Regions from separate parts of the Sus scrofa genome. Here region 1 is linked to region 2. A link is a contact called in public HiChIP or PLAC-seq data. All regions are on one chromosome and are shown on one strand. Each heading gives the region's core, a stretch centred on a gene start, on an enhancer-like site or on the middle of the called end of the contact. The rest is flanking DNA. Distances are from core to core; before and after follow the strand shown.

Region 1 (5,250 bases), core at 561-3,060, 130 kb before region 2:
TATAGCTGCCGGCCTACATCACAGCCACAGCAACGCGGGATCCGAGACGTGTCTGTGATCCACACCACAGCTCACGGCAACGCCGGATCCTTAACCCACTGAGCGAGGCCAGTGATCAAACCCACAACCTTATGGTTTCTAGTCAGATTCATTTCCGTTGCGCCATGACAGGAACTCCAATGACACTATTTCTTGAAGGCTGGGGTGAAACGCGAGGATGTGATGGAATGGGGAATTCAAAGCCGCTTTCTCTGTCTCCTGAAATCCCGGTCCTATCTGAGTCAAGCTCAGGTACTCCCTCCTCACTGCATTTTCTGCACTTCTAGCTCAGCTTGCCTCATGCTGCCTGGCAGCTGACTTCAACGTGTACCCTGGGAAGAGAGGGCAGGAACAATGTCTCCACATAGAAAGGTCGTGCCCACCCGGCCGCTCCCTAGTGGTACAGGATCTGGCTGCTCCTATTTTCTTTTTTTTTTGTCTCTTGTCTTTTTAGGGCCATATCCGTGGCATAAAGAGGTTCCCAGGCTAGGGGTCGAATCGGATCTACAGCTACCAGCCAACACCACAGCCACAGCAACGTGGGATCCAAGACGTGTCTGAGACCTACACCACAGCTCACAGCAACACCGGATCCTTAACCCACTGAGTGAGGCCAGGGATCGAACCTGCAATCTCATGGTTCCTAGTCGGATTTGTTAATCACTGAGCCACGACAGGAACCCCCTCCTATTCATTTCTGAATCTCTTACATATCACCTTGATTGTGGTAGGAAGATAACTGGTGAATAATCACAAAAATCTCTGTTTGGAGTTCCCGTCGTGGCGCAGTGGTTAACGAATCCGACTAGGAACCATGAGGTTGCGGGTTCGGTCCCTGCCCTTGCTCAGTGGGTTAACGATCCGGCGTTGCCGTGAGCTGTGGTGTAGGTTGCAGACGCGGCTCGGATCCCGCGTTGCTGTGGCTCTGGCGTAGGCCAGTGGCTACAGCTCCGATTTGACCCCTAGCCTGGGAACCTCCATATGCCGCAGGAGCGGCCCAAGAAATGGCAAAAAGACAAAGAAAACAAAACAAAACAAAACAAAACAAAAAAAAAAAAACCACAAAAAACAAAAATCTCTGTTTGTAGGCACAATTTCAGCAGTGTTCAATATTATGAAATTCCAGAGGCTAACAAAACAATTTGACAGTGACCTTGATATTTGTTGTGATAGGATTTGACACCATTTCCAAGCCCTGAACACACGCAGACACAACAGCTCCTATGTATTAAGTGGAAAGAGCTGGTCAAGTTGATGTTGCTATGGAAACCCAGCCAGGCTGGGAATAGCTACTTTTAGGCATGAAAATCTTTGTTCCATAATGTCCCTTAACACTAACTCTGGCATTGCCTGGCTCAGATAAACCCACCCTCTGACACATACAGCCCCACTCTTCACTCAACTGCTCTGGCTGTGACAGGTGCCGTGTTGGTGAGATACACTCCTCTCGATCAGGTTCAAGACCACAGAGCTCCAGCTGACTAGTTTTGGGCACAGGAAACACACAATAGGAAGCGGAAGCGGAAAATCTCCACCCTTTCCAGGCTCCAGTAGCAGCAAGAAGCTCCCTTCCTAATGAGTGGAAGTCAGCGGAAGCTACTATAGGAAGGGCAGCTGATGCCCCATCAATAACATCTTCCTCTCCTGCCTTCCACAACCCTCCAAAAACAAAAAGATGCTATGTCAGCAATTCCCGCAGAAACAATGGGATTCTACTGGGTGCCAGGACTCTGCTAGCCTCTAGATGGCGCCAAGTCAAGACAAATGCTCTCAGGAATCTTCAGGCTTCTGGCCCATACCTTCTCTTCCTAACAAGCTTAGCTTAGGTGGAAAGGCTCAGGATGGAGATTCCTACATTTCCCATCTGAGCCAGGCTGGAGCCTGCAGGAGAAGTGATTGCTGAGAGGACGTTTATTTTTGGATGGCAGGATCAGAGCAGAAGCTGGCACCTTGTCCCTGCTTCCAGCTCATCTGGGAGAAATCCAGACTCCTGCCCTGGGAAGGGAGATGGGAAGGAAGGCCAGGGAACCCTATGACAGTGCCAGGGAACTGTGTGCTTCTGCCCCATCCCCATGGGCTTGGATAAGCTCAGAAGCTGTGAATGATTTCAATCAGCTAAGACTGTTGTGTATAAAATATGGTGAAGGCGGCACCCAGATTGTGGAAACAAATACCAGGGAAATGCAGACCCCAGAGTGGTTACTCTAGGGGCCCTGCAAGCCCTGGCTCCACAGTTCAGGGTTGTGCTTCTGTCAGCATCTCAATTTCCCAAAGCCGCTGAGAATGTATATAACCCAGGACTTAAAAGACTGTGAATTTGTGACCTCCTCTAAATTTCCGCTCACGCCATCAGCCTTTTAAGTAAATCATACATGCTTAAATCTTCCTCTTTTGAGGTGGGTGGTAGCAAGATAAAACTAGTGTCCTGGGATCTGAGGGGACACACTCCATTTCCACTTCCCCACCCCCTTGGCCACTAGCAAGGACATCCCCTTCTGAAGCTGCACAGCAGTGGTGGCTTCTGGGGTCTTAATCCATCAGAGGTACAAAGTAGGGAGGCTGCCTTGGGCTAAAAAAGCTAGAAAGTGCCACCCTGAGTAAAGCTCTGAGAGGTCAGGCCCTCTCTGCAGCACTATGCAAGGTCTGAGAAAGGCTGCCCAGTGGGAAGGTTCCCACATGTGGACAAAGGCCTATGGAGAGAGGGGAGACTGGGGCAGAAAGAGCTGTCAGGGCAGGCGGGATGGCATGAAAGGTGACCTCTAAAACCAGAGGTGCTGGGAGTTCCCTTTGTGGTACAGCAGGTTAAGGATCTGGTGTTGTCACTGCAGCAGCTAGGGGTGCTGCTGTGGCGTGGGTTCGATCCCTGGCCTGTGAACTTCTACATACCAAGAATGTGGCCAAAAAACCCCCCCAGACAACACTCCCCAACCAGAGGTGCCAACTTGCTGCAGCCTCAAGTGATCTGGCCAGGGCCACTGGAGCTGCCCCCTTCCCTCAAGGAGATGGCTTCCTCAGAGGCTATCTGACCCCAGGCCACATGTTAAATGCCTTCTGTGAGAGATGGGAGCAGATGGGTGGGTGAGAAGAAGGGAAAGTAAGCCCTGCCATTTAACCGTCTGTTAGACAACCCTGCCTCCAGACCTCTCATCTCATTCGGTAACAGGAGAAGGGATGGTAACATCGGAAACTAGGGTCAAAGAAGGTTACGCTGGCCATGCTTACACTGGGAACAAGCAAAGGAGATTTGCCCCGGGTCTGGCACCAAAACTAGCCGCTTAACTCATGGAATTTTGGGGTCATCTGCAACCTTTTTGAAAGAACCCGCAGAGAAGCACCTCTGGTCTACAAAGGCAGGGGGCTTAATCTGTCAGCCCTTGGATGTTACGGTGCTGGTGCCCTCTCCTTACCTCCTTCAAATCTCAGTTCCAAGAGTCAGAATGCCAGCTCTGTGAGGGCAGGGCATCACCACGGCGCTGCCCCCTCCTGCCACTCGCCAGCGCGGAGCCAGCGGAGGTCTGCTGGTACTCACTGTGTGCCTCCACCAGATCCATCTGCATGTTGTATGGGACCAGGGGGTCTGGTAGTTCTGAGAAAAAGCTCTTCATGGCCCCGGCCACGGTGTTCACTGTGAAGTCCTTCTCCGCCAAATCCAGGTTGTGGTCTGAAAGGAATTTAGGAGAGTGAAGCCAGACTCATCTAAGAAGGGCAGCGGCAAGAAAAACTTAGCATCTGGGAAAAACTGAGATAATCTGAGGACAGGGCTGCTGCCCAGGGCAGGCCTGGAGCCTGGGCAGGGACTCAGGATTACCACAGATTAGACAGAAAGTGGTATCCTGGGTGCTGAGACTCACAGACAGAGGCTGCCACCCAATTCTTCCTCTGCGTAGAGTTGCTGCGCCTGCCATCATGTGCATCCACCCTCCCTTGTCTGGCCTGGATTTGTTGCTACCTTTTCCGTAGCCCTCCTGCTCAGGGAAACCAAGAGGCTTTCCCAGAGGGCTTGCTCACTTTTCCTGGTCGGTTTCCAAATTGTTACCAACAATCTCGACTGCCATTCCACCCTTGTTCCTTATGGTGGAAGGGCAAGGAGACGCATTTATTCTTCTGCTGTCTTGGCTCTTCCAGCTTATGATACACCACTGACCTCTGTCTCCAATTTTTTTTTTTGGTCTTTTTTTTTAGAGCCGTACCTTTGGCACATGGAGGTTCCCAGGCTAGGGGTCGAATCGGAGCTGTAGCTGCTGGCCACAGCCACAGCATCTCGGGATCTGAGCTACACAGCTCATGGCAACGCCGAATCCCTAACCCACTGAGTGAAGCCAGGGATCATACCCCTGTCCCCATCGACACTAGTCGGGTTCGTTAACCACAGAGCCACGACGGGAACACCCAATTTTTCTTGGTATACCTTCTTCTTAATGCGTGTCTGATTTATAAGAAATCATCTACTGACAGTGACATCAGTTTTGATCTGGGGGTTCTAAACCGTGGTATAGATTCTGGCGTATATACAAGTGTATACCCAAGCGTGGCTATATGCTCATTTTGACCCCTTCTTCCTAGCTTGCAAGAGCGACACATTTCCCTGCTCTCACGGGTCACCACCTCCTGCTGCCAGCTGGCAAAGAGGGACTATGTGGCTACAAAGTGCTATGGCCCCCAGGGTGCTTGGGTGTCAGCTCCCAGTGCATACTGGTTAGCTGCTTTGTCCAACAGGCCCGCACAGGCCGCATGGATTGGTCTCCTAAGGCCACATGCTAAGGCAGACCCTACTTTGACCCTCAGCTTTCCATCCTCATTAGCCAGAGACATCTGTGAATTTTTGCTGCTTTGGCTCTTTTGCTTCTAACACTGGTGGCTGTGACTTCTCATCCCACAGTGTGTTCAATTCTAAGAGTTAGACTTGGGCCACTGGGTCAGGGTGAAATGGATTTGGCCATCTGGCTCTAGGCCTCTCAGGCCTGATCTAGCTTAGGAGACAAAAGTCTCTGCGAAGAGCCAGTCTAACTCATGAGAGGTCAGCTCTGAGAGTCCGGGACCCCATGCTCAGCTCATCACAAAAGGCTCCCTTGCTTTTTCTCTTGTGCTAGGACTGTGTGAGGAAGGTAGTCATGGGGAGGGTACTCCTGTGGCCCTGGCAAAACAGGACTGTTATGTCAATACAACATCACATGCCCACAATCGCCCCTGCATGGCCCAGTTCAAGGGAAG
Region 2 (4,760 bases), core at 666-3,165:
CCCACCTTGGACAGGGCAGTTCTGTGTACTGATAAGATATTGTGGAAATGACAGGGTGTGACTTTGGCCAGGTCATAAAAGACATTGCAGGCAGCTTCTGCCCTGCCCTTTCATGGGTCATTCACTCTGGGGGAAAATAGCTGCCGCATGAGGACACTCTGTGTCCTTGGGGAGAGGGCCACCTGGTGAGGAACAGAGTCCTGCCAACAGCCAGCATTAATCAACACACCCTACGAGTGAGCCACCTGGGAGTCAGATCCTTCAGCCCCAATTGAGCCTTCAAATGACTGCATTCCCAGCTGACATCTTTCTCTTTTTTTTCTTTCTTTTTCTTTTTTTTTTTTTTGGGAGGGGGGGCTGCACCCAAGGCATGAGGGATCCAACCTGAGCCACAGCAGCAACCAGGTCCTCAATCACTAGGCCACAAGGGAACTCCCCAGCTGATATCCTTTTTTTTTTTTTTTTTTGTATTTTCTAGGGCCGCACCCGCGGCATATGGAGGATCCCAGGCTAGGGGTTGAATCAGAGCTGCAGCTTCTGGCCTACACCACAGCCACAGCAACACCAGATCCGAGCCTCGTCTGCCACCTACACCACAGCTCATGGCAGGATCCTTAATCCACTGAACGAGGCTAGGGATCAAACCTGCGTCCTCATGGATACTAGTTGGGTTTGTTACCTCTGAACCACGACGGAACTCCTAATTTACCTTGCTTTCTTAGAGCAAGTCTCCCCTCAGTATCCATCCCTTTACTGAATGCTTACTATGTGCCACCATGTTCTAGGGGATGTAGATTGTTAACAGGTTCCCTGCCCTCAACGGAGGCAACACACACACAGAGACACACACCCCAAATAAAATCATTAACAGCTGTAAAAAGGCTTTAAAGAAATCTAACTGCTGACCTAGAGAATGTGGGGGGTCGAAGAGGGGAACTTCGTATGTTGGGTTCCCCCATATAGGACTGCGGAGGTGATGTTTAAGCCAAAGGAAGAAAAGAGGTCAGCGATCAAAGAAATGGGGGAAGGCAATTCCCATTGTGGCTCAGTGGTAAGGAACCTGACTAGTATCCATGAGGATGTGGGTTCAGTCCCTGGCCTTTCTCAGTGGGTTAAGGATCTGGAGTGGCTGTGAGCTGTGGTATAGGTTGCAGATGTGACTGAGATCCTATGTTGCTGTGGCTCTGACACAGGCAGCAGCTGCAGCTACTATTCAACCCTTAGCCTGGAAACTTCCACACACGGAGGGTGTGGCCCTAACAAACAAACAAACACATAACACATACTATATGTCCAGCACTGGGCTAAGTACTTTGGAAACTTACGGATGCTTTAAAACAACTCTACTGAGGTGACCCCTTGATCAACCGTCTTTTACAGTTAAAGAAGTTGAGTTAAGAGGTGAAGTTGCTGGCCCAGAGTCACACAGCTAGGAAATAAAGGCACGATTTGCATACAGTTCTGGCTTCCAAATTCATGCGCTTAAGCCACTGTCCCACATAAGTCGCTTAACATATTCTAAACAAAGTACTGGGTGACCATGCTCCCCCAACGTAGTTTCTTATTGATTGATTTTTAATTTATTTGTTTGTTATTAAAATACAATTAATTTACAGTGTTCTGCTAAAACAGCTATTCCCAGTACGTCCTTCTTGCCTTGTTGGGGGGGCGGTGGGAGGGAGAAGGAAGGCTGTCCGAACTACATTTCCTAGAGTGCAACCCTTGCCTTGCTGGCTGTCCAGCATTTCGGGAATTGTAGTCCTGCCAGGAGACATTCACCCACGGCTCCCAGAATGCATTTGGAGACCGAACCTTGCGCGAGGAAAAGGATAGTCGCGTAGCATGCTGGGACGCGGGACAGGCCCATTTCTCTGGCGTGCCGCTCAGACGAACGACCCCATTTCTTCGGACTACAATTCCCAGCCGGCTGTGCGCGAGAGAGGGCGGGCGAGTTCTTCTGCCGGAAGTCCGCTCTAGCCCCGGGTGCCCCAACAGCCGCCAAAGCCCGAGCCTCCCAGAAGCCGTGGGACCGGGGCCTCCCAGAAGCTGGGGTCGGACGGGGGTCGCCATGGTAACGGGGGCGCGCCCATACTGGGGATGGGCAGAGGGTGGGTCCATGTGCAGGTACTCGAGGCGCGGTGGGATACTGACAAGCCCCCCCGGCCGCGGTGCAATGGTCTGGGCCAGGCGGGGGCTCTCGAGATTGGGGCCGACCAAAGGCCGGGGAAGGGGACTGGGCGGCGGTTCTGGACGCCAGAGTGTAACGGGGCTCTCAAGGCTAGGGGGCTTTGGAGACCGGATGACAAGAGGAGGGGTCTGTGCGGGAGGGGACATTGGAGGTGGCTGAAGGGTTTTGAAACTGGCAGGCAACTCACGAAGAAGGATCTCCGAGGTGGGGAGAAGGAATTGGAGGTGGCGAGGGGGCATCCCAAGAAGAGAGCTCTCTGGGAGTGTGACCGGATAGTTGGAGAAGGATGGAAGACCTTCGGCTGGGAGAGACGGGGGTCTCTAGAGGCAGGAAGCTGACACTGCAGACGGAGAGGGGGTGTTGGAACTGGGCGGGATACTGCTGATGAAGGAGACAGAATTTCAAGAGGAAGAGACTGGACACTGGAAACGGGAAGTAGGCAACTGTAGGGAATGGGGCTTTAGAGTTAGGGAAAGCGTGCTAGAAAAGGGAGAAGGCTTGGCGTAGGGAGTGGATACTAGAGATGTGTGGGGAGCAGTGGAAGAGGTCACGGAGGGTAGGTAATAGGCACAGGAGTGCGAGAGATGGGGATGAGGCTTTGGGGGCAAGGACAAGCCACTGGATTTGGTACCCCTCCCCAGAGATGGGGAGACCTGACAGAGGGCATTGAAACCGAGAAAGAGGAAGTCGAAAGGGGACAGCTCTAGGGTAAGGGCTTGGAGACAGTAGGTTGGGGGACATAGAGCGGGGACATCCGAGGGTTGAGGGTGCAGGAGGGAAAGGGCTTCTGAGGGTGGATTCCCTGAAGTGGGGAGACTCTAATTGGGAGGAGAAACAGGAAGAGGTGCATGAGGGAACTGGGGGGGGGGTCAGAGGCAGAGCTCTCCCTCAGCTTTTCAGGCTTGCTTTTATCTCTGCCCTCAGTGTGCCCCATATTTCTCTGGCTCTGCCCCAGGCAGTGGCTGCCTGGTGTGGGTACCCCCACCTCCACCCCGTGCCCTCTCCCTGTCTCCCAGGACCCCTGCCTTGCTAGGAAGTGGTTTTCCCTGGCTCAGCAGACAGTGTTCTTGAAAGGAGACCATAATATCCTGTTCCCATCCAGCTTGATTGGTTGGGGAAGGAGGAATGGTGTGTGGAGAATGAGGCTTAGGGAAGAGAATGGACTCTATGAGAGGGTGGAGGCTGCCACACACACGTCAGGGGAAGTGGGTTCAAAGCAAAGCCCTTGGATTCCCAGCTCTGCTTTCTGGCTGTGAGACGTCCTTTCTCTGAGCCTCAGTTTCTTCATCTATCAAATGGGCACAAGAGTGCCCATCTCAAACAGAACGGGGCCCAAAGGCAGGCTTCCTAGCAGGATGAAACTTGGGCCATGGTCTTCTCAAAGTCAAATGATAATCAATTATAATATTACTAAGAACTAATATTGGGGAGTTCCCTTGTGGCACAGTGGGTTAAGGATCTGGTGTGATTACTGCAGCGGCTTGGGTTGCCTCCATGGCGAGGGTTCAAGTCCTTCGTTCAGGAGCTTCCACAGGCTGTGGTCTTGGCCAAAAAACCAACAACCTAATATTTGTATATCACTTCATGTGCACTCATCACGGTACTATAAGTCTTTTTTTTTGTTGTTGTTGTTGTTGTTGTTGTTGCTATTTCTTGGGCCGCTCCCACGGCATATGGAGGTTCCCAGGCTAGGGGTCCAATCGGAGCTGTAGCTGCCGGTCTACACCAGAGCCACAGCAACGTGGGATCCGAGCCGCGTCTGCAACCTACACCACAGCTCACGGCAACGCCGGATCGTTAACCCACTGAGCAAGGGCAGGGACCGAACCCGCAACCTCATGGTTCCTAGTCGGATTCGTTAACCACTGCGCCACCACGGGAACTCCTAAGTCTTATATTTATTAACTCGTGCAACAGTCTTATGAGGGATGTATTCTCATTATGTCCATTATACAGATGGGGAAATCGAGGTCCAGAGAGGTTCAGTGATTTGCCCACAGACACACAGCCAGCAGTGCCAGGATTCATGCACAGTCTCCAGCCTGAGTTCTTAGCCACTTGATCAAATGCCTCTCTGTCATAATAGCTAATTTTCTCGAGAGCTCCGTAAGCAGTAAGCGTTATACTAAACACTTTTGTCATGAACTTGTTCAGTGTTCATAGTCACCTGAGGAGAGTTGAGCTGACGCTTCAGAATCACAAAAGCACATTTCCTAGCCATCACTGATGATAATTGTAGCTGACACCGAGCATGCCTGCTAGCATCGGCCATTGGATTAAATTGATAAACCTATTTAACCTTCAAAACACCCTGACAAGATGGACCTTCTAAGGAAACTTGTTCCGCCAGTGGGGAAACTGAGGCTTAGAGGGGCAGATCTTTTGTCCCGGGTCCTGGGAACAAGAACTGGCAGAGCCTGGCACTCAGCGCAGCGCACGTCCGCCAGTGGAAGAGAAATCCCTCCACGGGGGTGGGGGGAGTGGGGGGTGGTGGGAGGGACTTGGGACCAGAGCCTTCGGCCAGGCCAGCCTGGCTGGGCTCTGGGGAGTGGCTGAGATGGGTGGACCTGCT

The links. HiChIP or PLAC-seq counts read pairs in DNA pulled down with a chosen protein or histone mark.
Region 1: an H3K27ac HiChIP or PLAC-seq map of skeletal muscle shows a contact between it and region 2. The contact joins the enhancer-like site here to the promoter of AP2S1 in region 2. A contact is called at or near these places in 4 of 5 promoter capture datasets (fetal liver, fetal skeletal muscle and liver), 22 of 47 Hi-C or Micro-C datasets (adipose tissue, alveolar macrophages, blood and 12 more) and 2 of 2 datasets of contacts at active chromatin or transcription factors (alveolar macrophages and skeletal muscle).

Annotation. Positions count from the first base shown.
Region 1 is chr6:52,827,466-52,832,715 of Sscrofa11.1, reverse strand. It overlaps ARHGAP35 (rho GTPase-activating protein 35), which reads right to left. Exons shown (of 7, transcript XM_021094622.1): 5 at 3,569-3,700. Among named protein-coding and RNA genes, the nearest start is that of NPAS1, 28 kb to the left of the region's middle. Within about 2 kb of position 1,810, at least 8 of the 83 cell types and tissues checked have an H3K27ac peak or open chromatin away from gene starts, as enhancers often do. A contact at or near this core is called in adipose tissue, alveolar macrophages, retroperitoneal adipose tissue and 1 more, where this site is marked.
Region 2 is chr6:52,700,353-52,705,112 of Sscrofa11.1, reverse strand. It overlaps AP2S1 (adaptor related protein complex 2 sigma 1 subunit), which reads left to right and starts at 1,915. Exons shown (of 4, transcript NM_001244453.1): 1 at 1,915-2,071. The coding sequence starts at 2,069.